2 separate regions of the Sus scrofa genome follow, and region 1 is linked to region 2. A link is a contact called in public Hi-C data. All regions are on one chromosome and are shown on one strand. The core of a region is the stretch at or near the end of the contact, and the rest is flanking DNA. Distances in the headings are between cores, read along the strand shown. Region 1 overlaps NSMCE1 (non-structural maintenance of chromosomes element 1 homolog). Region 2 has its middle 30 kb from the start of IL4R.

Region 1 (4,708 bases), core at 948-3,447, 110 kb after region 2:
AGCGCAGCCCCATGTAGTCCTCCTCTAATTAAAATGATAATAACTCATGACTAATCTTATTTAATCTGTACTCTTGACTACTCACCCGATAACATTTTGACGTAATTCTCAGACCTCACTGCATATCTGAGAAATAATTTTTTTTTTTTTTAACTGAATGCTCAAGTCCTTTTGTCACTGTGCCAGATGTTTGATTTCTGGTTCAGACTTTGTCACTTACCAGCCCTCTGACCTCGGTAAGTCCTTAACCTGTCGGACCCGTGGTGTCCTCTTTTGAAAAGCAGACTGTACCACATCCCGGCTCACCTTGGGTCTGATGAGATCCTGAGCAGCACCGTGGCACACAGTGGATTGATGTACAGATGTAGAGAATTATTCGTCTCATATATTTGCCACATAAAAGAACTCTCGGGAGTTCCCTGGTGGCCTAGGGGTTAGGATTCAGGACTTTCATCGCTGCAGCCCAGGTTCAATCCCTGGTCCAAGAACTGAGATCCCACTTCAAGCCGCTGCCCTCCTCAACCAAAAATAAAAACAAAATTGAAAAAAGACAGCACCCCTTCCACCCCTGCTCTTCCCAGCACAGTTCACTGGCCACTGTAGCTGTGCCATCATCTGTGCCGATCTTTCCACTCCAGTTATCTGAATGTCAAGAGGACCATCCAGGGAGTTCCTGTCATGGCGCAGCGGAAACGAATCCGACTTGGAACCTTGAGGTGGGGGGTTTGATCCCTGGCCTCGCTCTGTGGGTTAAGGATCTGGCGTTGCCCTGAGCTGTGGTGTAGGTCACAGACGTGGCTCGGATCCCGCGTTGCTGTGGCTCTGGTGTAAGCTGGCAGCAACAGCTCTGATTAGACCCCTGGCCTGGGAGCCTCCATATGCCAAGGGTGCAGGCCTAAAAAGACCAAAAAAAAAAAAAAAAGAGGCCCATCCATCATCCCCAGGCGGTTGATGGGAAAGCCATGGGCTGCGACATGACCCCTCACACATGAGTCTGGCCCAGTGTCCTTGCCTGCCAGCCTGTTCCTGCCCAGGAGTCCATGCCCTGCTGTGCCCTCGTACCCGTGTCTGGTCCAGTGCCTGGGCTGGCCCGTCCGCAGCGCCATGCTCAGGAGGACCACCCAGCAGAACCTATCAGATGAGAGCGCTCTCCTGGGGCAGGTTGGTCTGTATGTGGTTTGGTTCCCCTGGGGTCTTATTTTTTGCTGCTATTTCCTCTGCCTAAAATAGCAGTTCCTCTGCCTAAAAATTTCCTACATGTGATGCCTAGCTTGGAACAAAACTATATGTCTGCTCAGAAGTTAGAGCAGCAGACTTCCTGCTGCTCAGATATGCGGTGAGCCCTGGGTTCCAGTAGGCTTCTGGGAAGCAGGGACTCTGATTACCAAGAGGAGCTGTGTTGGTTAAATTAAAATTGAACTTTAAAAGGAGATGACATGTACAGCAGTGGCCAGAGGAAATAAACTCAAAATGCATCGAAGCAGCCCCTGCGCCTCAGAGACGTGTCCCATTCATCCAGTGCTGCCCCAGCCTGTCCCCAGTGCCCCAAGTCCTATTTTTTTTAAATGTCTTTTTAGGGCCACACCTGCGGCATATGGAGGTTCCCAGGCTAGGGGTTGAACCAGACCTGCAGCTGCTGGCCCACGCCACAACCACAGCAATTTGGGATCCAAGCTGTGTCTGTGACCTACACCACAGCTCACAGCAACGCTGGATCCTTAACTCACTGAGCGAGGTCAGGGATGGAGCCCACATCCTCACGGATGCTCGTCGGGTTTGTTAACCCCTGAGCCACGATGGGGACTGCCCCCAAATCCCATTTTTTAATTGCCCCAATGGAAAGGCATATCCCGCTAAAGAAAGAGCTGTCTGTCTTCTCCAGAGTCCGTGACTTGGCCAAAGGGTCAGGTCTGGCTGAGGCATGATGGATGCCGGCTGGGCCCGGCTGCCACATGTGTCCTCTGGGTGCAGGCGTCGCGTGTCTTGACCAGCACTGCCCAGACACTTTGCATCTCTCTGTATCAGCCGAGGCCCCTTTTATGACGCTGAAGGCACGGTGCCAGGTTCTGGAGGAATGTCTGTCCATGTGACCTTGGTGGGGGCCGGGGTGGGGAGTGTTCTCAGAGAATACTTGCTCTGCTCCCCAGAGGCTGTGTGGCTTCGTGCCCGGGAGCTTTTGGCCTGGGCTCCATTTCCACGCCGGGAAGTCTGGGTCTGCTCTCCAAGCTTCTGACATGTAAAGAGGATAACAAGAGCCTAGCCCATGGAGTCGGCGTCCTTGCAGTAGTGAAATGAGCCAGGCTAATGAGTTAGTCTCCAGCACACCCTGAGGTGATGACAGCCCGCTGTCGCAGCCCAGCAGGAGCAGCGCCCCCGGCCCCCAGGACAGGCATGGGTACACCCTGCTTATGTGGAGAGAACACAGGTGTGCAGACCTGGGCATGGTTCAGCCACCCTGGTTAGGATGGCCCTTTGCTCCCTGAGAAGAGGCAGCTGTCCTGGAAGAGGTCCAGGGACCTGCATCGCTAACTGCTGGTCATTGGTGTCGGAGGGACCCAGCCTCTGATCCAGCTCGAGCTGCAAAAGCCTGATTTTGTTGTTGTTGTTGTTGTTGTCATTTTTCCTTTTCTAGGGCCGCTCCTGCAGCATATGGAGGTTCCCAGGCTAGGGGTCGAACCAGACCTGCAGCTGCCGGCCTACGCCACAACCACAGCAACACGGAATCCAAGCTGCGTCTGCAACCTACACCACAGCTCACAGCAACACTGGATCCTTAACCCACTGAGCAAGGCCAGGGATCGAACCTGCAACCCCATGGTTCCCAGTCAGATTCGTTAACCTGATGGGAACTCCAAGCCTGATATTTTGATAGTGACCTGAAGCCTATGTTTTTTTTGTTTGTTTGTTTGTTTTCCTCAATGGGCTCCAGGAACAGGGGCAGGAGAGAGGGCAGAACCGTGCAAATTAGCTGGTTTGAAGACTCGGCTTGGGGGACGCACCCATTTGGGGTTACCTCAATGCTTCAGGGGCAAGTCAGGGGTCTCAGTAGCGAGGGTTCCCAGTTCTGGCCAACTTCAAAAGGAACGTGTTGAGGGGATACTTGGGACAGGGACACCCAGGCCTGATTGATAGCCAGGGGCCAGGCTGGAGGGGAACAGGCAGGAGCCAGAGGACACCAGGGCACAGGAAGCAGAGCAGCCGCACAGCCACAGCCACCTTCCTTCTGTGGCGGCTGGGCTGGAAGCACCTGCCGGCGCCCCTTTGTCCCTTGCTCAGCTCGAGAGGGTGTCTGATAGGCTGAGCTTGGGTTCGGGGCCCACCCTGGAATTGGGTTCCTGGTGGACCTGGGATCTGGCGCCCTCGGCTCCCTGCCCCCTGGTTCTCTGGACGTGGGACTGGTTCTCCTACCACGTCACATGTGTAGGGGAAAGACGGACTCTGGGAGTGGGGCGGCCAATTTGGTTCCTGGACCAAGTGTGATGGGGACAGAAGTGCTCGGGGACTGTGGTGCGAGGGGGTGGCGGGGTCAGTGAGGTGAGGGCAGGCCTGCCCAGGAGAGGTGCGTGTCCAGGATGCCAGGGGCTCAGGAGCCCTGCCGGTTGGAGCTGGGCAGGCGGTAGAGTTGGAGGGGAGTTTTCTAGACGCAGGTGAGGTTGGACGCCAGGCGGCGGGGGCCCCTGCGGGGATGAGAGGAAGGGAGAAAGGGGTTGCCCAGAGAATCAGGCCGAGCTGGGCAGCCCTGCTGCTGGCCCGTGGCCCACGCCACCTCTGTTGCCCCTAAGAAATCAAGTGGGGGGTTGTTGCTGGGCACGAGAGGAGCTTTTTCCCAGGCAGTGATGCAGCGCAGGGCCAACACCCCCAGGCTGGCAGCGGATGGGCTGTGCCAGGGACGCTCGTGCGCGGGAGGGAAGTGAGCCCCTGAGGCAGGTGGCTGCAGTGAGGACCGTAGTAGGAAGTGGAGTTTGGTGGGGTTTTTTTTTTATAAGATGAAAAGACCTTGAAAACATTCACGTTTCTGAAAAGGGAGGCTGGACAGCAAACCAGAGGTGGGAAAGGGGGGAAGCGCAGGGCGGCTATTAGCTCATCTCCGCGCGGACCCAGTTTCTGGAAAGTCCGACGTGGTAGAAGGCGTTTGATCTGCCCACGGGGTACATTTTTCTGAACGACACCCAGGAGAGAGGCCTTTTCAGTGGAAAATGTGAATTCTCGCTTTCAGAGGGACGTGGGACTTGCCCCTGTGTCACAGGCGGGGTGGTTCTTCGCTGCCCGAGGGCCCCCGCGGCCGCGTTTCCCAGCCTCTCATTGGGTGTGGGGCAGGTGGAAAGGGGTTTCCAGCAAGCTCAGGGCACAGACCTGGACAGGCTGGGGAGGAAGGAAGCCTGACAGCCCTTCGTGCAAGGGCGGGAGGGACACCTTCTGGGCTTGCTTTCTAACTGGGAGGCAGAGGTGGGGGAGGTCATTGGGGGGCGCTCTTGGAGAGCCTCTCTCACTCCTCTGATCAGTTTTTCAGCAGATGTGGCTAGATTTTATCATCATGTTACTGTTAGGATTTTTTTTTTTTTTTTTTTTTGTCTTTTTAGGCTGCACCTGCAGCATGTGGAGGTTCCCAGGCTAGGGGGTCTGTCTAATTGGAGCTGTTGCTGCCAGCCTACACCACAGCCGCAGCCATGCCTGCGACCTACACCACAGCTCATGGCAACGCCAGATC
Region 2 (4,502 bases), core at 1,813-4,312:
AACTTGATTCTCCCTTGTAATGTATGGCCACAGTTTTCAGAAATTATGATATGAGCATCTTTGGGGGTCCATTATTTCACCTTAAAACTATAGTCTTTAAGGCTGTTTTATGGCTGCAAAAGAAAATCCACACAGGTTCAACACAACAATATTTATGGTTCATTTAAAAATTCAGAGAAAAAAAAAATTCAGAGGTCAGTTTTCTTCTCTCACTCTGCCACGATCAGAATACTATCTTTCGTCTCTGGGCTTGTCTCCTCATCATCACAAAATGGCTGCCAAGCCACCAGACATCACATCCAAAGCCGAACGGAAGGTGGCAAAGGGGCTTTCTCTTAATGTTGCTCTCTTTGATTAGAAAGGAGAACTGCGTGCTTGCTCTGCGGTTCTGTGGCAGAGAGGAAGGACAGAAAGACCAGATATGTTGACCAACTCGAGCTGAATTTACCAGCTGGAAATCAGGAAATGCCAATTCCCAGATGAGGTAGGGGGTCTTTGTGTAGGAGTGAGGTGTCCAGGTGGCCAGAGTCAGAGATCAGTCTAAGGCTGGGGTCCGAGATGATCTTGGGGCCAAGGCTGGGGGTCAGCACGAGGCTGGGCTCAGTATGCGGCTAGGATCATGACTAGGTCCACAGCATGGGTCAGGAGATGAGTCTATGGCTTGAGTCAGAAGTCCTTCTGCCTTTGGAGTCATGCATCAAACTGGAGCTGGGATCAGAAGTTTGTTGAGCGTTTTCTCTCTCTTTCTGCATCTTGGTCTTTCTTGTTTTGTTCTTTTCTGGAAAGACCTATCTTATAAAATACGTAATATATGAATATGTGGAGAGAAACGCATGTTTTACGCCTCTGCACATCTACAAAGACCGACTCTGCATATGGACAAGGTCTAGAAGTGCTGTGGACACATACAAACACAATTGGTGGAGTGATTGCATCAGGACCGTTTTGGTCTGGGATTTCTGTTGTTCCAGCCTGTCCTTTTTGCCATAAAGTAACATTAAATTCAGAATGTTATTATTTCCTTTAATTATGGTTCATTCCCTCACCTCCATGACACCCACAGACCCATCCAGTATAACAACAGCAATGCTGGGAAACCCCTGGACAGCATTAGCTCTGTGCAGGCTCTGTTCTAAGCTTTCCAAAATTAACATTTTTATTTTTATTTTTTTGTCTTTTTGCCTTTTCTAGGGCCACTCCCGTGGTATATGGAGGTTCCCAGGCTAGGGATCTAATCAGAGCTGTAGCCACCAGCCTATGCCAGAGCCACAGCAACGCAGAATCCGAGCCTCATCTGCAATCTACACCACAGCTCATGGCAACGCCGGATCCTTAACTCACTGACCAAGGCCAGGGATCGAACCTACAACCTTATGGTTTCAAGTCGGATTTGTTAACCACTGCGACACGATGGGAACTCTGAAATTTAACCTACTTAATTCTAACAACAGCTCCTTGAAGTCAGCACTACTATGGCTCCCATTTTACAGAAGCAGAAGGAAGCGCAGAGAGGATACAACTGGCCATGAGCCACGCAGCTGGTCCTTGGCGAACCCTGGGTTCCTAATGTGTGTCTAGCCCTTTGCCAGGGGCTGGAGAGGATGGAGGATAAAGGCAGAGGTGAAAAAGAGGTGGAGGGGGGGAGGGTGGCATTCTCCCCGGCTTAGTTTTCTGGGCGTGGCACCTCCGGGGGCGCAGAGGCAGGCGCTGGAACCTAATGGAGTGGCCACTAGGGGGCAGCAGGGACCAAGGAGCTGGCCTCCAGCCAATCTGCTCTCCATTGGCCAGAAGTCCTCTGTTCTTCAATAAAGCAGTAAAGGGCGGGATTTTGAGGAAGATCTGGCACTGTCCTGTTGTTGTCACGGAGCTCAGGCAGGTTGACCACAAGAGCGGCCGGGTGCTGCCTGGCCTTCAGCCATCAAGACATCTGCTCTTCATCCCACACCTGTGGGCTGCAGGGTACTTCTCTTATCCACCTTTGATGGGGAGGCAACGGAGGCCCAGAGTCACACAGCTCTGAATTGGCAAAGGCACGTTCAAACCCAGGCAGAGCCCTTGCTTCTCTGAGTCTCAGTTTTCTCACCTGTAAAAGGGGTATAAGAATCCAGGCAAATAGGTGCCTGCCATGGCTCAGGGGTAACAAACCTGACTCGTATCCATGAGGACATGGGTTCCATTCCTGGGCTCGCTCAGTGGGTTAAGGATCCCCGAGCTGTGGTGTAGGCCAGCAGCTACAGCTCTGATTTGACCCCCTAGCTGGGAACTTCCATATGTTAAGGATGTGGCCCTAAAGAGACCCCCCCAAAAAAGAAAAACAAACAAACAAACAAAAAAAAAGCCACAAAAACAGGCAAATGGCAGACAAAGGTGATGAGGAGTCAGGGTACATCACAGAAAAGTCTCAGACAGTGGACTCTGGCTGCTGTGAGGCTCCAGTGAGGTCATGCCTCCCTTGCAGCGGGGACTCAGAAATTTCTTGGTGGTTGTGGGGTTTTTTGTTTTTTGGGTTTTTTTTTTTTTTTAATTAATAACCTCCGTGGGAAAATACTGTCAGAAAAGTTATTCAACAGGATGTTAACGAGATACACCTTCAAAAACAAACATACATTTTGGGGACAGCCCACGATGCCAGATGATGAGGCGGGGGATGGGATTTCCGGTGGTTTTCACTTTCCTATTTATCCCTTTAGATTTTCTCTGAATCAGAGAAGGTGGGCACGTGCCAATGTAGTAATCACACACACACACACAAACCTGCAGTGGAAACAATTACCACCCTGCCGCCGGCACCCCTGGAACAATCTTTGTAAAATCGAGGCTGCGGTGTGCGGGGTTGGGGCACCAAGGGGGGCTGGGAACCCTGAATTCAGCGTCTCTGGAGGTCTCCCGGTTTCTGCTGAGGCTTTGCTGACACAGCCCTGCTGCCCCCGGGGTACCCCTCCTGGCCTTCACATCTCTGGTCCATACCCGAGGGGAGTGCTGGGAAACTCCACTCCAGACTGCCGGCACCTCGCTCCGCCCACGCCTGCCGCCTACGTCCTCCTCGGTCGGGGATTGGTCCGGCGCTGGACCCGTCTGACCCACGAGCCCCGCCCCCTCTGTGGCTTTGGAGACAAACGCTGGATACTGTCTGTCCCTCTTCGCTCCTTTCATCTTTCCAGACCGTCTCCTCTCCCCTCCACGCTGAGAAAGTTGTACATTGGACTATAACGATCTAGCCCTGTACTGTCCAATACTGTAATTACCAGCCACTTGGGGCTGTTTAAATTTAAATGTTAATTAATGCCATAAAATTAAAAAATCCGTTCCTCAGTCACACGAGTCATATTTCAAGCGCTAAAGTAGCCCCCTGTGGCTAGCGCCCCTTATTGGAGAGCATGAAAGGGTTCTAGCCTAATTCTAGATACTCAGCTGTTTTGCTCTCAATCCCTTGCTACACTTGTTCTTCTTTGAATCAGCGTTCTCTCTCTTTTATTTTTTTTCAGATTCCCTAGAATCTAAAATAAATCTTTGATTGATTGGACCCGATAAGTGTTGAAAATTTTATTTTTGTTTGCACAATTGCTCTCAGGGAGTACTTAACACAATAATTGTTTATAAAGGAATGAATTATGGCGTTCCCCGTTGTGGCTCAGCGGCTAACAAACCCGACGACTAACCATGGGGATGCGGGTTCCATCCCTGGCCTCGCTCAGTGGGTTAAGGATCTGGCATTGCCGTGAGCGGCTGTGTAGGTCTCAGATGTGGATCCCATGTTGCTATGCCTGTGGCACAGGCCGGCAGCTGTAACTCCAATTGGACCCCTAGCCTGGGAACCCCCATATGCCGTGCCTAAAAAGAAAAACAAAACCAAACAAACAACAACAACAAAAAAATAGAGTGAATTGCCAGGTCTCGTACGGGTAAGTCCTGACCACAAAGACGTAGGTATAAGCCAGAGAGCCTGGGGACTGAAGGAAGGTACGGGCTGGGACGCTCCCTTGCTAGAATCAACCAATGGCAGGAATCGGGAGCCTTCAGGGCTTACCCGCAAGGTCTGGAGCATCAACTGAAAAACAAAACAAAACTGCCCAACCTAAAAGTTGAGAATTACGTTTTATTCAGGGAAATTACTGAGAACTACATAGCCCAGGACACAGCCTCTCAGATAAGTATGCAGATCTGTTCCAAGAGGAAGGGGCTAGCCGGGAGATAATACATGTATGTCATATATATATGAGGTTTGGGTTTGGGTTGGGGTTTTTTTGGCCACCCTGAGGCATACGGAGTTCCCAAGCTGAGCCGCAGTTGCAACCGACGCTGCAGCTGTAGCCATGCCAGATACTTAACCCACTGTGCCCAACCAGGGACTGAACCTTTGTCCCAGTGCTCCAGAGATGCTGTGGCAGATCCCGTTGTGCCACAGTGGAAACCCCTGTGAGGTTGTGATGAGAAAAAAAAAAAAAAAAAACAACGTAGTAGGACATCAAAAGATTACTGCTAATCACATAAAACAGACATTG

What was found. A called contact is a pair of places that touch in the nucleus more often than the background predicts.
Region 1: a Hi-C map of embryonic fibroblasts shows a contact between it and region 2, with 5 times the contacts expected there. A contact is called at or near these places in 3 of 5 promoter capture datasets (fetal liver, fetal skeletal muscle and liver), 26 of 47 Hi-C or Micro-C datasets (alveolar macrophages, blood, brain and 14 more) and 2 of 2 datasets of targeted methods (alveolar macrophages and skeletal muscle).

Annotation. Positions count from the first base shown.
Region 1 is chr3:19,634,339-19,639,046 of Sscrofa11.1, forward strand. The region is part of intron 2 of NSMCE1 (non-structural maintenance of chromosomes element 1 homolog); the gene reads left to right. Among named protein-coding and RNA genes, the nearest start is that of NSMCE1, 27 kb to the left of the region's middle.
Region 2 is chr3:19,520,034-19,524,535 of Sscrofa11.1, forward strand. No RefSeq gene overlaps it. Among named protein-coding and RNA genes, the nearest start is that of IL4R, 30 kb to the right of the region's middle.